Linked DNA regions of Drosophila melanogaster: region 1 is linked to region 2. A link is a contact called in public Hi-C data. All regions are on one chromosome and are shown on one strand. The core of a region is the stretch at or near the end of the contact, and the rest is flanking DNA. Distances in the headings are between cores, read along the strand shown. Region 1 holds the start of Chchd2 (Coiled-coil-helix-coiled-coil-helix domain containing 2). Region 2 holds the start of Fim (Fimbrin).

What was found. Hi-C and Micro-C count contacts between places; a contact is called where the count stands out from the background.
Region 1: a contact with region 2 is called in a Hi-C map of the Kc167 cell line, with 3 times the contacts expected there. The contact joins the promoter of Chchd2 here to the promoter of Fim in region 2. A contact is called at or near these places in 5 of 107 Hi-C or Micro-C datasets (the Kc167 cell line, the S2 cell line and wing imaginal disc) and 1 of 6 datasets of contacts at active chromatin or transcription factors (the Kc167 cell line).

Annotation. Positions count from the first base shown.
Region 1 is chrX:17,146,105-17,151,920 of dm6, reverse strand. It overlaps Chchd2 (Coiled-coil-helix-coiled-coil-helix domain containing 2), which reads right to left and starts at 2,920. Exons shown (of 2, transcript NM_132968.2): 1 at 2,738-2,920; 2 at 1,274-2,087. The coding sequence starts at 2,784. The coding sequence ends at 1,622. RpS5a (Ribosomal protein S5a) reads left to right here and starts at 3,657. Exons shown (of 5, transcript NM_078658.3): 1 at 3,657-3,717; 2 at 4,721-5,123. The coding sequence starts at 4,722. It overlaps xmas (xmas,), which reads left to right. Exons shown (of 5, transcript NM_001370033.1): 5 at 1-690. The coding sequence ends at 161. It overlaps snoRNA:Psi28S-1135d (a small nucleolar RNA gene), which reads left to right and starts at 5,706; the gene lies at 5,706-5,816. It also overlaps snoRNA:Psi28S-1135c, snoRNA:Psi28S-1135b and snoRNA:Psi28S-1135a.
Region 2 is chrX:17,297,487-17,303,716 of dm6, reverse strand. It overlaps Fim (Fimbrin), which reads left to right and starts at 1,788. Exons shown (of 5, transcript NM_078661.4): 1 at 1,788-2,357. The coding sequence starts at 2,283. CG5445 reads right to left here. Exons shown (of 5, transcript NM_001298442.1): 3 at 327-878. The coding sequence starts at 802.

The DNA of each region.
Region 1 (5,816 bases), core at 1,671-4,170, 150 kb after region 2:
TGGCCAAGCGCAGCTCCGCCGCGGCGGCGGGATCATCCAAGAAGGTGAAGCCACCCAAGCAACCGGTGGTCAGTCCAAAGGTTCAGGTGCCCAGCGTGCTGCACAAGAAAAAGTCCCGGGAAAGTCTTGGCCCGCAGACCACAAAGACCGGAAAGCTCTGAAGATAGATGATGACCCCTTATATCATCCGTTTTTACCCATAAAACCCAGACAATCGAAGGCAAATCCACATTTGAAGCGGAATTCCAAATTGAGCAGTGAACACTACAAATATGCAACATTATATATACACACATACACACCTGGTGGATCGATGCTCCTCCCCGGAGACTTTTTTTTGAATTCGGAAAACTCTAATCCCCTAAAATCGTACCATTTGAAAACGACCAGAATCGAAAATTCCAAAAATCTTCAAAAAAGCTACGAAAACGATAGCTTTCATCCATTTGGCATTTTGATGGTTCTTTATAACTCTTTGTTTCTTTTTTTATATATATATATATATAGACACTGTTTTTCGATAATAGGAGACATCAGTGTTACTAGAGTCGAAAAATTTGTAGTTGTTACATACGTATTGCCCCATTACAAAAAAATTGTTAATCCTAAAAATCAATACGCTGCAAAATTATGAACAGTGATGACTCTATGTAAAAATTATTGAATAAAAACGGAAACATGAATGTCTCGAACGCAGGGATTAGTTCATAATATTTTTTTGGGTGGTAATTTAGGGAACCTTTTAAACAGTTCTTAACTTTTCAAAATTACGTTTCCACGGCAAATATTTCATAAGACCATTAATAAGATCTATGACTAATCGCTCGTTTAACCATGAATATGTACATCTGTATGTGTATAGCATATAATAGAATATATATGCTATATAACCCTTCATTTATAACTAAACAGCAAGTAGGTAAACATGTTTATCATATTTCCCATTTGTTTACCACCTAATTTCAACAAAACAAAGCGCATTGCAATCAAAACACAAGAAAAGCTGAAATGAAAGACACGTGACAATGAAAAAGGCGAAAAGGGGTTCCCATACAAATGTATAGGGAAATGAATCGATTTTCCTATTTATAGAAGTGCAATGTCACCAAAATTATTTTTGGCAACCGCATGCAGCCACATTTCACAATAGAATGCAAATTTTGCATTTTCCAGAAGGAGGAAAAGGGAAAGTTGCATTTTTTCTAGAAGCTTCTTGAAAAATGAATATTTCAAAGATTTTCTTGGCTCCTTGTTTAGACAACAATTATAACTTGATATTAACTTATGCATATATTTATATTTTAAACAATAAAAACTCTTGGAAACTTCGTTTTGTTTTGGCCCACATTGACAACCCGTGGGGTTTGGTTTCTTTTTTGTTTTGTTTGTTTGTGTTTTTTTTTGGAAAGGGTTTTGGGCTGCCAACGGGATTTTCTATTTAACATTTCATTTTGCACTACAATTAAACAATGCTTTCTTTCAGATGCTTGCAATTAAACAATTAAGAACTAAACGAAGGGATAGGACAGAGTTCATCCGGAGGTGTTCATCCGATGGGTTCATCCGGCTGCGTTCATCCGCCGGTGCTTGGCCAGATGATATTCTACCGGAGCTGGGCCCTCTACTGGAGATGGTGGCTCTGCTTGCACTGCCGCAGCGCCTCGTTGAATCCCTCGCAGAGGGTAAGATCCGCCTGACCCTGGGCGCACTGGATGAACTGTTTGAGCTCCCAGGCGCAGGCTCCCTGCGGCTCATTGGGCTGCTGCTGCTGGGCGTAGTATGGCTGCTGGGGGGCAGGAGCGGCTGCCGCCGGAGCGGGAGCAGCGGCCTCCTTGTCGCCAGATCCGCTGAACAGCGAGGTCAATCCATGACCCACGGTGTGTCCAATGGCTGAGCCCACGGCCACGCCTCCAGCGGTGGCGGCCATCTGCTGGAACATCGATGGCTGCTGCGGTGCCGGCATGCCGACGGCACTGGGAGGAGCGCTCATGGGCGCCGGAACAGGGGCAGAGGCGGCCGGTGCTGGGGCACGTGTCTGGACAGGAGCCGGGGCCGGGGCGGGGGCACGGGCCTGCACAGGTGCGGTGCTGTTGGGAAAACAGAAGCAATCAGTTGTTATTGTGGACTTTGCTCTGGAGTGTCGTTGATCATTCCGTGACGAAATTGAAGGGTCTTTGTGTTGAAAACAATGAACTATACAAATTTAACTAATTCCTAGGATTTTTAAAGGACTTTATTTTATATCTACTGCAAAAGTAGGTAATATTTTTATATTCCTATGCAAATTCTTGTTTTCTTTATAATAAGCCAAATTGTATAAACATTTGAATATTTTACTTTTTTAACGCAAAATAAAAACATGTGATGTTTTTAATTTAATAAATCAATGGCCTGGGATATATATATATATTTACATAGAACAATAAATTTAGTAAATTTCTTACAAAAATGGATTTTATGAGCACTTTCGTAATTGAATAAGTAGCCAGATTTAGCGGGTCTTCCGCTAGGAGGACAGCACCAATAAAACATCCCATGTTATTGGGAATCCTCTTATTTTTAAGGTTACGTAACCTTAACCCATTTCGGGGGCCGGAAAAAGCGGCGGAAGTGAAATTCTGTCCATGAGATAAAGCCAGATCATCCGATTGATTGGTCGGTGATTACGAAATGAATTTCCTGCCGGCGCTTTATCCAATTTCCCCCGAATTTTCTTTGTTTTTCGCGACTGTCTTACCGACGAGTGGAGGGCGGGGGACTGGCTGAACGTCCACGGCGAACCATTTTGTTTGTTTTATTTGTTTTTCTATTGATTCGGTTTCACGCAAGAATTTTATTCTCAACAGTTGTTGCTGTTTTGATGACGAGCTAGTAACTGAAATTCCGAAATAATCCCAATTGGACGAGAAACTTCGGCCTGCTGCCAGTGTGGCCGGAGAAAATACCGAAAAATACTAAGGCATAAGGTGTAAACTATCGGATATAGAATGTGCCAGAAAAGTTAATAATATGGGTAAATTCTTATGATTAAAAATATATTTTACTAAAGTATTTGGATATTGTATTCGTGTAAAAACGTTTTACCACCCTTAAATTTACTATGTAATATAGTAAAATTTTTGTGTATTTTATATATCCCATATATATAATCTTTACATACCACATATTTTTTTCCACTTACAAAATCAAATAAAGAACTATATGTTATAAATATATATGCATTACGATTTAAATAACTTTTTATTTTACAGTCAGTGAAATAATAACATTTAATACTCAAGCATATCAAAATTTCTATAAGGTGACCGTAATAAAGAAAATTTGGCATGCGAATTTCAACTATCGCCACCCGTTGTGACTGGCAAAACCGCGAAATGCCGCATATCGATAGAAAGTTCGAAATTTGTCATTAAAAAAGTGGCTTAAAACTAATAGTATGCCTGAAAGCAGGGTATATTTCTATGAAGTACATATAAATGTGCAACTCAAGTAGCAAACGCGTTCGAAAAAGTGATTAAGTCGAGGAATAATCCCCACTCATGGCCGCCTATCTCCGTTCGATAGTTCACTTGTTGCGCAGCCCTGGCAGCCGGAATGCAACCGTGTGCGTGTCGGCGGAAGCGGACTCTCTGGCGTTGCTGCACACTGCCGTAACATGTTCTTTTTCAGGCGTTTGCCTTTGCGCTGACATCGTATCTCGATTTCTTCTGTGACAAAGTAAGGGATTTTCAACGTTTAATTGTGTGGATTGTGGCCAGAGGATGGCCAAAAGACGGCTAAACGCTGGCAACTAGTGTGGATACTAAGGGTTTTGTGAATTTACTGCGGCAAACTGCGGAATATTGCCATTTCCACCGAAATGAGGTTAAAAACGGGCGGCTTTTTGTTTGTGTGTGTGCGCGCGAGTGCAACTGTGTGTGTGCGTCACACGTGTTTGTTTCCCCTTTTTTTTTGTATATTTTTTTTATCTGCTTGCAGCGCAAGAATATGTTTAATACAATATACATCCACGTATATTGAGCCAATTATCCAAAAGGATAACCTTCAAGAAAGTATAAACCCTTAAAAACTCGCAATTCAACAACAACAACGCGCGTGTGTTTTTTACGGTGCTTATGCGTGTGTGTGTGTGCGTATAGCGCCCATCTACAGTTTAAAAAAAACGTGTTAACGCAGGAAAACTACTTAAATATGTATTTAAAAGTTATTGTGACCCTTTTTGTATACTTAAACGTAATCTTCACTGAAACTTCCGTCTTTCATAAACCTTGGAACTTTTTTTGTAGTTTATTTTTGTTTTAAGACGTTTTTAAGATTTAAAAACGAATGTTAAGGCTCTAAAAATTATTCGTATCAGTTTATCACAGCCTTTTCTTGGGTTTTGTATTTGTAAAAGAATTTTTCAAACGAAATCTAGTTAAAGTTATAAACAATTTGTATGTGTATAAAATTTGTACAAAAGGGACGATGTTTCCATAAACAAATACTGAAAAACACGTTTCTGTAAAACTTCTAGGTGATGTTCAAGCCATACAATGATGTTCAATAATAGAAGTTAGCTTATTAAAATCAACGAACAAATACCATTAACCAACCATTAATGAATGTCTGTGATAGTAATAGATCGCAAAGCCCTCAAGTATCCCATCCCACAGTAGAATTACCAATACCGATTTGCAGACACGTGACTAACTTATTTGCCTTCCAAAAACTATTGCAGCATGGCCGAAGTTGCTGAAAACGTGGTGGAGACCTTCGAGGAGCCAGCGGCACCTATGGAAGCCGAGGTGGCCGAGACGATCCTGGAGACAAATGTGGTGTCCACCACTGAGCTGCCGGAGATCAAGCTGTTCGGCCGCTGGTCTTGCGACGATGTCACCGTTAACGACATCTCTCTGCAGGATTACATCTCGGTGAAGGAGAAGTTTGCCCGCTATCTTCCCCATTCCGCCGGACGTTATGCCGCCAAGCGTTTCCGCAAGGCCCAGTGCCCCATTGTGGAGCGTTTGACCTGCTCCCTGATGATGAAGGGTCGCAACAACGGCAAGAAGCTGATGGCCTGCCGCATCGTCAAGCACTCGTTCGAGATCATTCATCTGCTCACCGGGGAGAACCCTCTGCAGGTAAACATGCCCATCCCGTCCAAATGTTCCCAATTCCACCGCGTCCCATGCTAAACTGTGGCCAGAGAACGTTGCCACTCGGTCATGGGTAGAATGGGCACGCAGAGCGAACACAAGGTTTTAATGTCCTAGTGCTTGAAGATATCAAAGCCTCTTCTTGTTCTCCGGGAACTTAAAACCACATTACAAAACCATTATAAAGCATATGCGGTACCTTGGTTTAAACTGATTTAAAGGGAATCTTCACTGATTTCTAGTCCTCCTCAATGCTGGCTATGTTCTACATACTTTCCGAAGCATAACTCTCAAAGGGACTAATAGTGAACCAAAGATTTAATTATCCTAGTGCTAGAATAGAAAGCAAATTCTGGTTCTCCTGGAACTTAAAGCTACAATAGTATTATAGAGGAGTCCTCCTCAATGCCAGTTGATGGTAATTTTCAGCCGAACTGAGCATAACTCTTAATGGACTCATAGGAAAAGGTATTAACTATCCTTGTGCTTGAAGATAAAACCACTTCCCGCTCTCCTGGAACTTAATTCGACATTTAAGACAATAGCATATTAGTGGATCTTTCACAATGAGTCTACCTCAATGCTAGTTGAAGGAAATTCCATCCCAGCTAAGGCATATATTAAATAGACTCAGAGGAATAAGTGTTAATTATCCTAGTGCTTGAAGATTAAGCCACT
Region 2 (6,230 bases), core at 539-3,038:
CAATGTAAAATTATTCATAATTCAATAATTATGCATTGTTCTAAATTGTGTATGTTAAAATATAAGAAAGTATGTTAAAATAAAAGAAAAAGGCCTCGATAACATCGCCCATGATGATCGTACCATGGGGATTTCTGAGTACATATGTATATCATTACTAGTAACACATCTTTAAGTAAAATATAGTTTATAAAGACTATAATATGTCCAGAACGCAGGGAAGAAGCTTAAATTCAATGGATTATGAAACATTCTGTGTTCTAACTCCATTTGGAATATTAAACCACAATGGATTTGAGATATTTTACTTATAGCTATATCCTTACCAGTTACTCATCTCTAGGTAAAACCTGGCCGATTCCCGGTTCATCTGGTTGTTCATTAGGCTCTGAAACTGGCTGATGAGGTCTTCGTGGTCCGTGGTGCCCATACAGCTGAACTGTTGCAGCAACAGGGAGTCGATATCGAAGTCGTTCGTCGGTAGACACTTGATCGTGGATGCGGATGCGTTAGCGGTTGTTGCGGATGGACTGGGACTCAGATTTGAGTTGGGATTCGCATTCGAATTTGGACTGTTGTTCGGAGCGGAGTGCGGCCCTGGGGGCGCGGGCAGGGGAATGGCCATCATGGGATTTGTGGTTGTTGTTGTATTGGTTGTGAGCCCGAATAACGGTTCACATTGCATCTGTTGTTGCTGCTGCTGCTGGCTGTCCGAATTTGGATTCGGATTCGGATTTAGATTCAGATTCATGTTCATGTTCTGCATCTCGGCGGCGTTTTCGTAGTTCTCCTCCACATCCATCTCGCTCACTGTCTTGATCTCGCTCTGTCTTTCTCTCACAGTTTGTCTCCTTTGTTTGCTTTCTCCCCCTTTCTTTCTGTAATTAATATATCAAATCAAAATCGCAATCAAATGAAAATGCGTTTTACGCTTTTGTTGTTGTTTCAGCACTTGTACACGCACGCACACCGACGCACGCTTGGTTGGAAATACTCGCAAGCACGCGCGCACACACAGATGCAGCAGCTGGTTTTAAAGGGCGACAAAAACAACAACAGCGACGGTCACCATGGCCAAGGGGGCGAGGCGGGGGGCGTTTCGGCTTCCAGCGTCCGCTGGCGTGACCTGTGACCTCAAAGAAAGCCGAAAAGCGATCGCTTCAAAGCGAAGAAATGCGGGAATAAAATAAAAAGGCAACAATACTGGACCCTGCGGTGTGACCAGGCGATTCTATTCTTTTAGACAAAAGAAGAGGAACCGTGGCGAGCCGACCGCGAAATACTACCCGATAGCGGAAAAATACTAAACGTTTATGTTTGTTAACATTGTAATATGATGTGCGTCAAAGAAAGAGATAAAGAAATATCTTTTTCGAATTCACCTCCTAATAAAGAAAAATAACTGAATAAAAAACGTCCCCATAATTCAAATTCCAACGTTCTTCAATTGCTGCTAACTCAACAACGGAAATTCTACGCACATGTAAAATGTAAAAAAAATAAATTTGCGCACATAACTTAGCATAAGCAGCTTTAAGCTTTTTTTAAATTCTCTTCCAAGCTTAAATTAACTATATTTAAACTTGAAGAAAAACAATGTGCTGTCTATTATGACATTAAGAGGTATTTCAATTCTATCGAAAATTTAAGTTCAAATGGAATACTGTGCTCAGTTTTGGAAATATCGCGGTAAGTACCACCGTATTTTTGTAGGTTTTTCAAATTCCAAAACGGGCACACTGTTTTCGCTCCGTTGTCTTCTTTCATTTCTCACAATACAACCTGCAATTTAGTTTTCTGTTTGTTGTTAAACATCTAACAAAAGCGCTTCGCACGCACAGCAAACCGGTCGATTCCGAATTCAGACGTGCTAAATAACGTTTGAAAACAAAATTTGCTCGGTTGACGTTGTAAATAACAACACGGAGGCTTTAAATCTGGCTTCATCTTTTTTTTTTTGGTAAAAACCAGCAACAAACAAAACCAGCAACGAGTGTGTATGGGTGAAAAGTTAAGAAAAAAGTAAAAGAAGTTTAAGAATATTAGCACAGAAACGCACAAATACATAGATACGTATAGGAAAAGGAGCGCGCGGTAAAACAAAAAAGAAGAGGAGCAAAAAGAAGAAAATCGCCGACTGCGAAAACGGCGACAAAGTGAAATTGATTATAAACGGATAATTTATTTAAAATAATTACCAATCAGCGGCGTCAGTTATAAATAATTAAGAAAGTCAAGAAGAAAAGCAGCAGCAGCACACCACACACACATCGGCAGCGAAAATGGCAACACTTAACAAATTCACAAAAACGCTGTCCATTGATGAAAAGGCGGAGATCAAGGAGAAATTCATAGAGGTGAGATGACAAAAAGAGCAGCAAAACGAAATGGTTTTAGCAATGGCAATAGCAACATTCAATCAATAAGAGTCATAGGTGGCAAATTGTTGAAATTCAAATTGAATGACTCACACACACACGCACGCATGAGGCGCAGGAAGAAAACCGTTAAGCGGTGCATGTGGGCGTCGGCGTTGACAATGGGGAGCAGCGACGCTGACGCCAACGCCGGCTGCGCAGCCGACAGCGCGGCTGGCCTTCAACAGTGCAAAGCAACCCCCCATGAAGTGGACTTAAGCGAAGAAGAAGCAGTGGCGGGGGCAGCAGGAGCAGGAGAAGAACAGAGTCGGACTTTGAAAGGGTCTTACCACTCCGATTTTAGTTCATGTTCTTGCTTAGTTTTTAATCGACAAAGAAGCAGAACCAGCAAGAAGTTAATTAAATTGGGAATTGTAAAACTAAAACTTAACTTAATCAGCTGGCACGAATGTTGGACAGGAGAAGAGGAAATCGTACAAGAACAGAGATCAAATTTTGCATTACACTTACGAGAGTAACTTAGTCCTTTAGCCCTTCAAAATCCCCCCTTGATCCGCCACTGGAAAAGACCGTGAAAAGAAGCAAAGACAAGCATCGCTAGCTAACGGTTAATGCGCTGCGCCCGCTGCTGCATATGCCAGTGCGAGGGAGAGGGGCGCGTGCGTGGATGTGGGTGGGAGGGGACAGCAGATGAGCAAACAAGTTTCCCTTTCCCGCATCTCTTATCTCCCGCTCTTCGCACAGTGGAGAGTCGTTATCAAGAGTACGAGAAGCAAGAGGAAAAAATTACTTTAATTTGTACTATAAAGTGAATTTTGTTTTTGATTTCTTTATGTGTATTGTGTATTGTGGTAAATTGGAATGCAAAAGCTGTTGACGAATATTGCACTTATCAAACTGTCTGAGCCATGTACCGTAAAAACGAAACTAGATAAACCAAGCCGACATCCACAGTAGACACATTACTTTGTCTTGTCACCGCCTCGATAAAGTATGCAAATATTTCTTATCGTGCATCGAGAATTTCCTTCGAATGTTTACAGAAGAAAACACTTTTTTGTCTTATTTTTTGGGTGGAGCCCTCTGCAACTGCAAAGCCCAAAACGAAATCATTACGAGTATAAGGGCAGCGCATGCGTGGAGAAACGCAAGTTCAATGCCGCAGTCGGCGTCGCTGCCCATCCCCCATAGTGACTAATGCTAAAAGCAAACTAAAAAATAACACAACAATGTTGACACCAACCAACCAACCATCATCTTTCACTTGACGAACGAATCTTTCTTGCGAATTTCGCGAGAATAATATTTGGGCAAGGCCAGCGGTATAAAGTTAGCGTATAACGTGCATTTATTTCCATACCATGACACCACGTAAAAGTCGCTCTACTGCCACCCCTTTTTTTTGGTGGGGTTCGCAGGGGGCGGAGTGGAATAGCATGAAAACCAGTTTCTGCTTAAACTAAAAATAAATATAAAAATCACAGGCCAGGGCACATATATACAAGCCCCGTCACCGGGAGAGCGTGAAAAACTACGTCTCAGCTCGGTCGCAGCTTCAATTCAGATTCAGATATCTGCTCTCAAACGCAAGACAAGTCGCACAGTGGGTCGCCGGCGGTTGGCCCTACGAAATGAATTCAAAAACCATACATCGGTATTGCCGACAATAGGAGTGCTTATTCGGTTTCATTGAATATCATTCAATCTTGTTATTACTATGTTACATTTATAGTTTTGAGCATTGCTATTCATTATATACATGCATAAGTACTAACACTATTGCAGTGAACTTCGCAATCAAGCAACATTCGATACCTACAATTCGTAGTTTTTGACCCACTGTGCATTCGTCACCTTGGTTCAGGGGGCAACCGGAGTCGAGCAATTTTCGTTCAATTTTATGCACACACTTAATAGTTTACAATTGTTTCTTGCTGATTTTCGCTCGCCCGACTGCTCGAATCCCGCTCTGCATTTGGCATTTGGCTTTTCGCTGAGCTCGTAATTCCCGGCAATTCCGAAACCAAAAAAAGAGGAATATAATAAACGCCCACGCTGCAATTGCTTCGAGTGCAGGCCATAAAATCCATATATGCTGGAAGACATAAAAAAAAAACCATGCTTGATTGCAACTGCCAACGAAAACGGAATGCAGGCAAAAAAAAAAGAATCTAATCTTGTCTTGAAAACCTCTTCGTTAAATATAAAATTTAAAATTAAAAGTATCATCTCATTGATAAATTCGCATTACTAAATAACACCACATTTTATCTCAGTGTACCATTTAAGTCGACTGCCGTCGCACGCGTCTTTGGCCGTTAATCGGTCGAACAATGTGGGTCCATTGTGCTTGGAACTCCAATGGATCCGCGTGGCCAACAGAACGGTTTGCAAGAAGCTGATTCCAAACGAGATCAGGATAAACACTACTGAACCAGGCACAATACATACAATGGGTGGGAGTTGTGTGGGCGGCGAACAATCGCTGCACTGATTGACACTTGAAAGCTGAAATCTGTTTTCGTTGTTCCACTATTGTTGTTGGATGCTGCGATGACTAATACCGTATGCCTCAGATCAAGGGAAAAATTGTAATATCCGAATGAACAATTCCGCGCTCTTTTTATTCACTGAATAAAGGCTGCCTAATTATGATATTGAAATTATGGTAAACACACTTGTTTATCCCACGGGGACTCTATTTGATATTGTTGAAATTGCTGGCGGCAATACAGCGGTTTCCCCTTCCATCTAATCGGTATATGGCGATTTAAATTTAAATTAAATACTTTAATATTTATGTTGCAATCTAAACGCAAAAGCATTATGGTTCAGAGTATTGAGGATCCGGATTCAGGATTATTGCCTATCGCATATGAGTGGCACATTGTTGCCATTTGCTCTTGTCAAGCAGCAAGACAGTGTTGCCACACCCACATACAAAGCGCTGCTTTTGTTTGTCTTTCGTTTTCGTCTCGAGTTTCTGTGTTTCTTTCCCATTCTTCCAGTGTTTTTGTTTCTGTTTCGGTTTCTGCTTCTGCGTGGGAGTGTCAGTGTTAATTGCCGCAAAGCCCCGCATTTTGAGTGCCCCGATGTGAAGGAGATATGCAATGTGTTTTTATGGTTTATCGAGCTTGCATACTTGATAAACAATGACGGTAGAAATTAAAGCGTTTCGATGAATACATTACGCAATTTATAGCAGATTTATGAGTAAGCCGCATTGAGAGTCCAAATCTCTTGGCATTAAACTGCAGTTATGTTCGATTTTACACTTTTCCTATTCCTCGATTTATGGATGCTATTATCTTGAGCGCAAGTGTGTGCCGCCTTTGTTGCATTGCATGTTGCTCTTTTCAAAAGTTGATGGACAGGCACATAATTCATTTGGCTGCGTTTATTAGGTCTTTCGGCTGCTGCTGTTTTTTCTCTCCCGGCGTTTTTTTTTTCCTGCTTTTACTAGGGTGTTCCCATTCACACAAAAAACAACACTTATTATTGTCTTTTCCGAATATGTATATTATTCTTGGGGATGTTGCTGCAGCTTGGCTTTTATCAACATTGTTTGGGGCCCTCTCAAGTGCATTTTGAGTGCAGGCTACTCGGGCACTTAGCGCTAAAAACGCTTTCTTTATTTATTTCGTTTTTAATTTCATTGTCATTTTAATGCACATGCCAAAGAGTTTTGAATACCCGAACATACAACCGGCACACAGTGTCCATCAAAAGTCGTGCCGCACAGTGGGTCGTGATCAAACAGCGATGATATCATTCGATCCGAAGATTGTGTGCTTATAAAGTCCGTGGGACACGTAAGTGTTACGTGATTGGGAAGCAAACAAATCGAATGTT